4 separate regions of the Mus musculus genome follow, and all the other regions are linked to region 1. Evidence: chromatin contacts called from public HiChIP or PLAC-seq and promoter capture Hi-C data. All regions are on one chromosome and are shown on one strand. The core of a region is the stretch at or near the end of the contact, and the rest is flanking DNA. Distances in the headings are between cores, read along the strand shown.

Region 1 (2,741 bases), core at 103-2,602:
TTTATTTGAGACAGGGTCTCTGTGGTGGTTTGAATAAGAAATGGCCCTCATAGGCACGTGTATTTGAACGTTTAGTCCCCAATTTGTGATGGTTTGTGGGGAGGTACGGAGGTGTGTGGTCTTGCTGGATGAAGAAATGTGCCTGGGGTGGCTTTGAGAGCCTATAGCCTGGCCCCACTTCCAGCTCTCTCTCAGGTTCCCACTTAAGGTACAGTGTTATCTCTCAGCATCCTTCTCCCCGAGCCAGGTTTTCCTGCTGCTTGTGGCCGGCCATGCCTTCCAGCTATAATGGGCTCTTATCCTCCTGGAACTGTGAGACACAATAAACTCCATCTTCCCTAAAGTTGCCTTCGGTCATGGTGTTTTACCACAGCAACAGAAAAGTAACTAGCAGTCTCACCGTGTAGCCTGGAACACTCACAGATCCACCTGCCTCTTCCGGTATTGAACGCTTGGGTCATCAAGTGTTCCGGTATTGAAGAGTTTGGTTAATAGTTCTCAATTTTTAGGCAGCAAGTCTCTTCCTCACTCTGCCGCTCTCAGAGCAGTCTTCCATTCCCTATCTGGCCAGGACCAGGTTGAAGAAAACTCCGGAATGCCAGGGACATACGAGTGTTTATAGAGTATGTGATAGGCTCTGTTCTGAGGTCCGGGTACACAGAGAACTGACTGCAGACTCCTGGCTTGGGGAAGCCCCACCATCTAGTGGAATGGGTACGTGGGCGCAGAGCATCGTGAATAAACAGGCAGGATAACTGAAGCGCTACAAAGACCGTTCTGCACTAGTGGCGTCCCTTGGAGGGAGCACAGGGCCAGAGCTGGCCTAGCTAAAGAGGTGACACCTGAACTTTAATCCGGAACTGGCCTCAGTACGTTTGGAGATTTGTTCAGGAAGGAACGACTGGTTCGCAGGCTTGAAAATGGGGCAGGGCAGGGCTGTAGCCTGAACTCTGTAGCCAGCGGTGTTGGCAACACGCCCCGTGAGCGGGTAGAGCCCTGGCCAGCACAATCAGCTCCGGCAGGCTCCCAGGACCGAAGGCTCAGGATTTGAGAGCCCATCACGGGGGCGACATCTTGTTCTCTTCACCAGGACAAAACAGGCCCAGAAGCCACAAGCTACCTCCCGAAGCCACACAGAGGCGCCACAGTAGCCAGTCTCTCGCCGAGCCTCTTCCGTGCAGCGCCGTCAGCCACTCAGCGCGCACTCCCGTCTTCACAAGCGGAAGTGGGCGGGGACACTGGGAGTCTCCGCCCCCTATCCGCCCACCTCCGCGCTCCTGACTGGCTCCGCAGGGCGTCCCCGCCTCCGAGGTGTTGAGACCGAGGCGGGTTGTTGGGGGAGCGGCCGGCTGAGTAGCGGGTGTAGAACCGTGCGTGAGGCCACCGTCTCTTCTTCGCCACCATGGGGGCCCAGCTGAGCACGGTAGGCGGCATGGGTCTGGGGTCCCCAGGCTTGCACCGTGGGGATACCGTACGATCCGGGGCGCCCAGCACCGGTTCACGAGCCCCGCGCCCCACCCGGCCCCTTGCAGACCGTGACTCACGCCCTGGCTAGTGGCCGCGCCACTCTGGCCCGGCCTCAGGCCAAGGGGGAGCCCCGAGCGCGGGGTGGACATTGAGGACCCTGTTGGGTGTGCGCGAATGAGAATAGGGAATGAGTGACGTGCGCGCCCGCCTGAGTGGGCGTGACTTGTGAGTGTGAGAAAGTTGAAGTGCCTGCGCCCGTGGGGGATGTGAAAGGTGCGAGGGTTTTTGTAAATGGGAACGTGAAGTGTGAACCGTAGGTGCACTGGTGTGTGCGTGGAGGAACCGACAGCGGCGTGTGTGAGAAATGAGAGTGTGGGTGTGAAGACATGCAGGCCTGAATAGTGGACACGAGTGAGCTGGCAGGAAGAGTACTTTGGGGTGCGTGTGTGTATGGGAGAAATGTGTAGGGTGTCCCTACAGGGGTTGGGTGCATCTTCTTGCCATAAACAAGGCAGTAGTTGGCCAGGATCTTTCCAGCTGTCACCTAGAAAAGCCCTGGCCATTCTTGTTACTCACAGAGCTGCACTGTCACTAAAGAAGTGTCACTTAGACTTGGCCATCAGCCCAGGGCACTGAGGATGCTGGGACCGTCTAACGTCTATAAATCTGCTCTCTCACTGTTACTGGATCGACCAAGGCCCCTTCCACAATCCTAGAGCTCACTCTCCTCATTTCCTTTTTTTTCTTTTTTTTTTTCTTTTTTGAGACAGGGTTTCTCAATGTAGCCCTGGAATGCACTGTAGACCAGGCTGCCCTCAAACTCACAGAGATCCACTTGCCTCTGCCTCTCCAGTGCCAGATTAAAGGTGTGGGCCACCACCGTCCAGCTCCTCCCTGATTTCTTAAGAGCATCCATGTGAACTGTGACCAGTCTCAGTTACACAAACATACCCTTGAGGTGTCCAGCTCTTTGGGTATGACAAGAATAGGCCAGCGCCTGTCTTGGAGGGTGCCCTCTCTCCTCTCTGCAAGATTCAGGGCTCCTAGTGAAGACAGCCTTCTTGCCATGGCATTTGCTCTTGCGAGAGTGACCAGTCCAGTATGGACCATCTAAGGAGCATTCTGGCCCAAGGCAAAAAAAAACAAAACAAACCCCAGAGTGACAACACCCCATAATGACATTCTGACCAGTTTTCCCAGAGACTGCCCATGATCCCTTATCTTCCCCCTGATTCCCAGGTTCTCCTTACCTTTTGGACCATGTTGGTGGTACC
Region 2 (2,741 bases), core at 174-2,673, 1.2 Mb after region 1:
AAAACACTTCATATACATAGAAATGTAAAACAAGTTACTTACTGATATTATGAAGATCATTGCTAATCAATTCTTACCTCTCCTGTCAATTCCCTGAAATACTTTGTTTCTAGAAAGGCACACTGTTGTCTTACATGTGTTATGAGACTGGGTTTCTCTGTGTAGCCCTGTCTGTCCTGCAGCTTGCTTTGTAGACCAGGCTGGCCTCAAATTCGAATTCAGAGAGATCCTCCTGCCTCTGCATTCTAATTGTTTGGATGAAAGGTGTGTGCCATCAACGCCCAGCCCAAAATGCCTTATTTTTTTTCTCCTCATTTTTTTTTTGGGTGGGGGAGGGAGTGTGTTCTGTATAGCCTTGACTATCTTGTACTCTCTTGGTAGACCAGGTTTGTCTTAACTCTCAGAAATTTGACAGTCTCTGCCCCTCCCAACTGCTGGGATTAAAAGTGTGCAGCAAGAAAATTTTTCTATTTTGTTTTTTTGAGACAGGATTATTCTGTTCAGTCCTGGTTGTCCAGAAACTTGCTCTGTAGACTGGGCTGGCCTCAAACTCTGAGATCCGTTTGCCTCTGCCTCCCAAGTGCTAGGATTAAAGACGTGTGTCACCATCATTGTTAGGCACCCCCCTTTTTCTTTTTAGAAAGAGTCTCAAACAAACAAAAAGTCTTTTGTACCTCAGGCTAGACTTGAATTCACTATGTAGCTGATCTGTGTTTTTTGTTTTTTGTTTCTTTTTGGTTTTTCGAGACAGAGTTTTTCTGTGTAGCCCTGGCTGTCCTGGAACTCACTCTGTAGACCAAGCTGGCCTCGAATTCAGAAATTCGCCTGCCTCTGCCTCCCAAATGCTGGGATTAAAGGCGTGCGCCAGCACTGCCCGGCCACAGGATCTCATTTGGTAACTCAGGCTGGTCTTGAACTTGCAGTGATTGTCCAGCCTCACCCTCTCTTGCGCTGGTATTACAAGCGTGAGTCTGTTTCAGCTGTTTAAGCTTTGTGTGCTGAGCTTTGGTGAGCATATCCATCAAATGCACCACTTAAAATGACATCATCCAGGAAGGCCCGGCGACCCTTTTCTGCCCACTCTCTTGGGTACTTTGTCTGGAGTAAAGACTATTTTGAACGTGTTAAATTTGTATTTTCAAAGGGTCTATCTGGCTGTTGTGCAAAAGAAAGACAATCAGGCTTGAAGTGCAGACTTGTCGCCTAGCAACCAGACTCTCTCAGGGGCCCGGGGTTGGCTTGCTTCAGGATGGGGCCCCGCCCTTTCGGCACTCTACCCCGCCCCTCTTCTCTCACTTGCGGGAGAGTGCTGGCGGCCCCGCCCACCTTCCGGCCCCGCCCCTCACGGGAGCCTCGCGAAGCTCTGCGACCCGCAGGGGCGGGCAGATGCTTCTTATTGGTCAGTTTTCCGGAAGCTGAGTTGATTTGGTTTGGCAAGCGCAGCGTTGCTGGACGCGCGTGGCTCCCGCGCGTGGTGCGGACGGAACGAGGCCAGGGTGGCATCCGGGGACGGGGAGCCGGCGCTCCTCCAAGGCTGGCGGGAGCGGGCCTCAGTTTCCTCCGGGAGACGAGCGTAGCTTCCAGAATTGGAGCCCAGGCCCTCCCGCGCAGCTCGGCTGCAGGTTTGGCTTGTCAGAGGCTGAGAAGGGACGGAGGAGGCTCGGGTCCCCCCCACCCCATCACAGCTCGCAGGCCCCCGTGCTTGGCAGCCTCTCCGGTCTCCAGAGCCCTAGCGCAGGATGTTCGTGCTGGTGGAGATGGTGGACACCGTGCGCATACCCCCGTGGCAGTTTGAGCGGAAACTCAACGATTCCATTGCTGAGGAGCTGAACAAGAAATTGGCCAACAAGGTACTGGGCCCTCGGGCTGCCCGGCAGTGTCCCTACCGGTCCCACTGCTAGTCTGGCTATCGCCTGGTTCACCCTTGGCCTTGCACACTTAACTTCATGTCGGGGTTTTTTTCCTTCGCATCCTTATAAACCAGACTTGGGTGACAACGTGTACACAAGGGAGTAAATGGGCCGGGCGAGGTAGTGCACACCCGTAATCCGAGCTTCTTGGCTATTGAGGCTTTTTGACGATCCTGTGTTCGAGGCCAGCGTGGGCAATATAGTTAGCCCTTGACTCAGACAAATTAAAAGCACCGAAGCTGCTGGCGGTAGCGCATGCCTTTAATCCCATAACTCAGGAGGCAGAAGCAGGCGGATTTCTGTGAATTCGAGGCCAGCCTGGTCTACAGAGGGAGTGCTAGAACAGCCAAGGCTACAACGGAGAAACCCTGCCTCAAAAGAAACAAAAAGCATCAGGATGCTGAACAGTGCTTGAATTTGCTTGACATTCGCGGAGTCACTGGTTCGGTTCTCAGGATTGCCAGAAAACAAAACGGAGAGAGCGTGTGTACAAAATGGGTTTGTAAAACAGAAACTGGAATATGCCTGTTTCCTCGTTCAATTACTGTGTTGTCTTGGCCAAGTCACCCTCTCTGGGCCTCGGTTTGTGTTATCTGTGTTGCCCACAGTGTGAGAGTAGAGGTGAGAGGATAAGCGTGCGGGTCTCTAGAATTGAACTCAGCTTTCAGCTTTAGAGGGAGGCAGCTGTACCGGCTGAGCCAGCTCAGTAGCCCCTTTCTTGTATTCATTTGGTTACTGTGTTTCCCTTTCTATGACTACAGGGGCCTTCTCGGACTTTCACTCTCTCCAATGGGAGACACAGGCTCTGCCCTTGTAGCCTAGTGAGAAGAA
Region 3 (2,741 bases), core at 162-2,661, 1.1 Mb after region 1:
GCCACCCAAGTGCTGGGATCAAAGGCATGCGCCACCATTGCCCTGATCAATATTCTTAAAAAGTGTCTCTTATGTGTGATTGTTTGCCTGCATGCAAGTCTGTGCATCACAGTGCCCATGGATGCTAGAAGAGGCAGTTGAATCTTTCTGTAACTGGAGTCACAAGTGTTGTCAGTTGCCATGTGGGTGTTGGGAATTGAACCCATATCCTATAGAAGAGCAGCCAGTGTGCTGAACCAGGGAGGCATCTCGCCAGTCTCTAGAAATGTTCCCTCCTGTTGGCAGTTTGAATCCATGTGGTTGCCTGACCCCCAATGCTAAAAATCTCAAGGTCCGGTTTTAGCTTTGCCACTGTTTGATTCCTGACAGTGGGCAGGCTTCCCTTCTTTACACTTTGTTCTCATCTGTAAAAATGAGGAACTATTTTGTAAGGCTCTTAAAGGTCCTCCCAGTTCTCAGCTCTACAGTTGTGACACAATGAGCTGAAATTGGCTCTAATGGTGGGGTCTGGGCTAGATCCAAATAGCCCCAAGATGTGTTTGGCATCATGTTGGAAAAGACTGAGAAGCCACGAGGATCACGGAAGAGCTCATGGGAGGGAGCGCTAGACTTGAGTTTATCCTTTCATAACGAAGTTTTGGTGCATCACTAAGAAAGGGGCAAGATGCTCAGAAGAAGGAAGCAGGTGTCCTACATAATTACTCCAAACACAACCTCCCTGTCATTCACTAACTAGCCCCCTAGTCCAATGGCTCTTGACCTACCCATTGCTGCAGCTCTTTAATACAGTTCATGTTGTGGTGACCCCCAACCATAAAATTACTTTCGTTGCTACTTCATAACTGTAATCTTGCTACTGTTATGAATCGTGTCTTCCGATGGTCTTCGGCGGCCCCTGGGAAAGGGTCTTTTGACACACACTCCCCAAGAGACTCACAACCACTGCATTATTCCAGCTAATTGTAGAAATCAACCTCCGCCTGAGAGGATGGTTTTGAAAAGGGTACACTATGTACTCAGAAAAAAAAAAAAAAAAAAAAAAAAAAAAAAAGCCTGGCGTGGTGGCGCATGCCTTTAATCCCTGCACTTGGGAGGCAGAGGCAGGTGGATTTCTGAGTTCGAGGGCAGCCTGGTCTACAAAGCGAGTTCCAGGACAGCCAGGGCTGCACAGAGAAACCCTGTCTCGAAAAAAAAAAAAAAGCCTGGTTATGAAATGGCAACCCTCACAACCCGTTGTACTAGTGTGCCACTTCCCGAGTGGTTTATTCACAATCTTTTGCCGATCCTAACTAGAACGCTAATAAAATCTGAAAAAACGCATCTCCCACATCCAAAGATGACTTCAGCACTCTCTTCTTCCGGGAAGGGGGCGGGACGCCGTCATTGCGCGCGCTCTGTGGCGTCACTTCCGCTTCCTGCCGCTTCTGAAGTGATTTCCGCTCCTTTTTCCTGCGCGGCGTTTCAGTCCCTCTTGAGTTGGGCTGTCGTCGAGTCGCGGCGAGACCGGCGCACCGCAGCCATGGTGAGTGAGCGCGGCGGGCCGCAAGCACGGGGAGCGCGGGCCGCGGGCCCTGTTCGCTGCGTCTTGGGGGAGGTGGAGCGCGTGCGACATGTCGCCCGCCCCGAGATGGCCGACCTCCAGGCCCGGGGCTGGAACTCCGGCGGCCCGCGAGGTCGTTCCTGGGGCGGCGGAGTGGAGATCCCGGGCAGCTGAGGTCCCAGGTCGCTGCGGCCCGGTGGGCTTTGCAGCCGTGGGCGTGCCCAGAGGCCGCGGCGAGGGGACAGGCATGGCGCAGCGTGGGAAAATGAGCGCCCCACGTGGGATGGTGAACGCGTGTGGAAGCCCGTCTGTTCTCCTTCTCGTTTTCTTTCTCTTTTCTTTTTAAACACTGGGGGATGAGGTGAAATCCCGGGATGCGAGGCACTCACTACCCACGTCTTCTCCACTCCCGGGGTTGAGGAAGGGGATCGCCGTGGGGTCCGCAGCCAGGGTCTGTCGGGAACTAAGACTTAGGGAATTCGGGGGCGCTTTTTGGTTTAGTTTGTTTTTAGGGGCTCATGGAGCCCTGGTTGGCCTTGGAACTCTGTAAACTAAGCTGGCCTTGAGCTCTCAAGAGATCTGCCTCACCAGTGCTGGGATTAAAGGCGCGTACCATCGCGCCCTCCGGACTAGGTAACCACCACCACCCCACCCTCGCCTCCTTTTTTAAATTTGGGGTCACATGGAATGTGAAGGAAGCTCAGGAAAGGCTCCCACCATGAGAGCGACCGACGCCTTCAGAAATCCGTGGTCCTGGTAGCCCCACGTGGGATGATAGCGTTTGAGCGTCTCCACTTTGTGATGGTGTACAGGGCTCCGTTTGGCTGAGCCCTTTCAGGCCTGGTGCGATTTCATCCAGCCCTTGGGTGGTCGGCTTTGTTTTCGTGCTCCCACCCCTGAGGTTTAGCAACTACTGACCGAGTCTAGAGTTTGAGAGAGAGAGAGTGGCTGAGCCAGTGTTGAACCAGGGAAGAGTTTTGAAGTGCGGTGCTCTTGGTGAACTCTGCAGCAGTTTGTCTAGGCTGGGAAGTGGGGACAACGGGTCGCTTGTAGCAGGCGGAGTACAAACATGCATCGCTTAAGGACGGGCGAGTTCTGGCTTTGGACATGAGATCTCCCTGCCTTGGCCGGCCTCCAGAATGCTGGGCTTACAGGTGTGTGCCACTACACCAAGGCTGGTCAGTCATCATTCTTGGATCCT
Region 4 (2,741 bases), core at 94-2,593, 1.0 Mb after region 1:
ACCTGCTTCTTCGCCTGCGAAGCGAGGATGTGGCCATCACATCTGCCTGCAAGGTTCTAGATTCTAGGTGTAGTAACATTCCATAAACTGAGTCACTGCCTAGGAGTTCTGGACTCTCTAAAGTAAGTGACCTTAAACGACACCTCCGGCAAAACTGAGCGATACCCAATTCAGCGGGATTGAATAAATGAACTAACGCAAAGTATTTGGGACTGAGAACTTCAGAAGAGCCCTGACTACTGAGAATGACTTAATTACTAGCCTATTTTTCTTAAAGGTGGAGTGGAAAGAAACTAATAGTGGCTCAGAAACAGAAAGAACTGGGCTTTGTTAACCAGCATGATGACCGCGGGCAAGTCTGGGACCCTCTCCAAACCTTCCTTCCCGTGGCTGAAAAGTGAGAGAATTTTAAGAGAGGTTCCCTGGGCTCCTACCAGTTCTTCCACTTCGCTGTTAAGGCCGCCGAAACAAAGGCCACCAGCTCCCTAGTCTGTACCCGAGGGGCCACAACTCAAAATTCTTGCTGCTCAACTCCCTTTGCAGTGCGACAGCAGGAGCGCCCGGGTCTCCATCCAAGGCCGCCGCACTCTGCGGTCTCTGTCCACTCCATCAGTAACTTGCTTTTTGCAGCTGTTGCCCAAAGTTTTCCAGAGCGCCCGCAGACCCGGCTGTCAGTCAATCCCGAAAAGAGCGGGGGCGTGGGGGAGCCGAGCCCGGGAGCGCAGTCCGGGAAATCCCGAAGCCGCTCCAGTGGCCAGGCAGGGAGTGACAGGTGCGACGCGGGACGCCGGCGAAGACCGGACAAACCAGAGCGCGTGTGGGCGCGCGAGGGAGGCAGCCGCCTCGCTTTCTCCTCTGGCGGCACTCGCGACGCCCCCAGCCCCGCTTCGGGCCCCGCGGCGCCCACGACTCCTCAGCCACCGGGAGCCCTGCGTCACGACCCGGGCTCAGACTCTGGAGCCAGAAGAACTGGGAACCTCCCGGGCAGCCCGGCCCCCGCGGGTTCCTTCCCGCGCACGCCGGGGCGATCGCGGGGTGGGCGCACGCGCACCCGCGAGCGCCGCCGTAACCCCTTCCTCCCCGCGCGCCCCCCGCACTCCCACCCAGCCGCCGCCACTCACCGTCGATGTCCCCGAGAGTCAGCTCATCGCCCAGCTCCGTGAGGGTCTCCATGGTCTCCAGAACGCCCAGCTCGCTGCTCTCATCCATCGCCCAGCTTGGCGCAGAGTCCCCCGTGAGGTCCAGCTCAGGGAGACGCGGAGGCGGTACCGCCGCCACCGCCCATGACACCCGACAGCCCCCACCTGGTACCGCCTCACCGCCCCGTGCCAACCGCCGCCATGTTTGAGCTGCGCCCCGACTCCACGGAAGGGGCGGGGCAGAATTCCCCCGCCCCGGGCCGCGCCCACTGCAGCCCCGCCCCGAGCCTCCGCACCCCCAAGTTTGTTGTCAATGGGACCAGGCTTGCATTAGCCAATCGGCGCGCGAAGCGGCTCATGGGGTGATGGTGCGTCATCGATCAGCAGCTCAGATTTGCATAGCGGGACTCCGCCCCTCACGGCATCCAAGCGCCAGCGGAGAGTAGCCGCCGGGTCCTCGTCCCAGCCTTCTTCTGGCTTAAAGGAGCCGCTACTTTTCCGTTGGATCAGCTCCAGGAGCAACTTTGTCGAGAGCCCGGAAATAGAAGGGTTAACGCACCGCTGTCCGGCGCTACCTTCTACCACCGCCCCCTTTACTCTAGGAGCACATTACGTCATCTCCCCAGTTGCCTCTTCCCTCCCCCTAGCTCTGGGTAGAATCATAGTACCCTAACATTCTGGGATAGGCTATCCAGACCCTAAGTCACACTTATCCCATCCGAGACTTAACAGGGTCTTGAGATCACCTGAGTATTGTGAACATTTTACAACTGGCCCTCAATTTTGGGAAACCTCGATCATTCTAAGGCCTTCAGACAAGGTCATTTGTTCAATGGTCTCTCCAGGTGAGGCCCCACTCCTGCAGTCACCTCACTGCATCATCTTACAGGTAGTCGGTCACACTGCACACAAAGGTGCACGCTTCCAAGAACTTATCCGAAGAAACAAAAAGATTAGTGTTCCGAGGAATGCTATTAAGTACATGTATTCAAAGACATTCATCACAAAGTTCTCTAACGGGAAAACAGTAACACAGTAAGGCATCAGGTACATAAATTACCTCCAAACAGTAGAATATCAGGGCATCGTTAAAAAAAAGAAATGCTGGAATGGACATCTGAGAAAGGACCTAAGTGTATACTGAGAGGAAGAAGGTTTTCATGGCATACATAGGAAGAGCTTCTTGTGAGTCTGAGGCAGTTGTTCTTAGGGGGTCAGAGCTGAAGGCTCTGTGGGGAGACCTGCATATCCAATAAGCCACTTCCTGCTCCTGGGCTGGCTAAGCAACTGTTTGCTGATAAGCCTGGTTTGTCATCTTTAAAACAGCACAAGACCACAGTTGTCATTGTCACATTTATTTGATTTCCGTGGCAAGCAAACAGCTCTTAACTTCTGGGATGAAGTGTTCCAGCAGGCTCTGAGGGGGAAAGGGTCTCCAGTGAAGGTATTGCAGCTCTGAGAGGGAAAAAGATCCTGGCAATCAGGCGCCTGGGAATACCCACAAAGTCACATCACAACAAGTCTCACAGGAGAGATTTACTGGGAGAGGCGCCTCTGCTGGGGGACAAGAAATAGCAAAGAACTGAGCAAGAGACAGGGTTT

What was found. Promoter capture Hi-C pulls out the DNA fragments that hold promoters and counts their contacts. HiChIP or PLAC-seq counts read pairs in DNA pulled down with a chosen protein or histone mark. Capture Hi-C pulls out chosen DNA fragments and counts their contacts.
Region 2: a promoter capture Hi-C map of liver shows a contact between it and region 1, with 2.1 times the contacts expected there. The contact joins the promoter of Polr3h here to the promoter of Cyb5r3 in region 1. A contact is called at or near these places in 1 of 39 promoter capture datasets (pre-B cells) and 1 of 9 other capture datasets (liver).
Region 3: a contact with region 1 is called in an H3K27ac HiChIP or PLAC-seq map of large pre-B cells, with 2.8 times the contacts expected there. The contact joins the promoter of Snu13 here to the promoter of Cyb5r3 in region 1. A contact is called at or near these places in 2 of 39 promoter capture datasets (liver and pre-B cells) and 1 of 115 datasets of contacts at active chromatin or transcription factors (large pre-B cells).
Region 4: a contact with region 1 is called in a promoter capture Hi-C map of embryonic stem cells, with 4 times the contacts expected there. The contact joins the promoter of Srebf2 here to the promoter of Cyb5r3 in region 1. A contact is called at or near these places in 2 of 39 promoter capture datasets (embryonic stem cells and pre-B cells), 1 of 484 Hi-C or Micro-C datasets (B cells) and 4 of 115 datasets of contacts at active chromatin or transcription factors (embryonic stem cells, extraembryonic endoderm stem cells, large pre-B cells and 1 more).

What each region holds. Positions count from the first base shown.
Region 1 is chr15:83,170,794-83,173,534 of GRCm38.p6, reverse strand. It overlaps Cyb5r3 (cytochrome b5 reductase 3), which reads left to right and starts at 1,352. Exons shown (of 9, transcript NM_029787.3): 1 at 1,352-1,423. The coding sequence starts at 1,403.
Region 2 is chr15:81,924,895-81,927,635 of GRCm38.p6, reverse strand. It overlaps Polr3h (polymerase (RNA) III (DNA directed) polypeptide H), which reads left to right and starts at 1,423. Exons shown (of 6, transcript NM_030229.4): 1 at 1,423-1,850. The coding sequence starts at 1,740.
Region 3 is chr15:82,046,268-82,049,008 of GRCm38.p6, reverse strand. Snu13 (SNU13 homolog, small nuclear ribonucleoprotein (U4/U6.U5)) reads left to right here and starts at 1,411. Exons shown (of 3, transcript NM_011482.4): 1 at 1,411-1,522. The coding sequence starts at 1,520.
Region 4 is chr15:82,145,871-82,148,611 of GRCm38.p6, reverse strand. Srebf2 (sterol regulatory element binding factor 2) reads right to left here and starts at 1,343. Exons shown (of 19, transcript NM_033218.1): 1 at 1,122-1,343. The coding sequence starts at 1,209.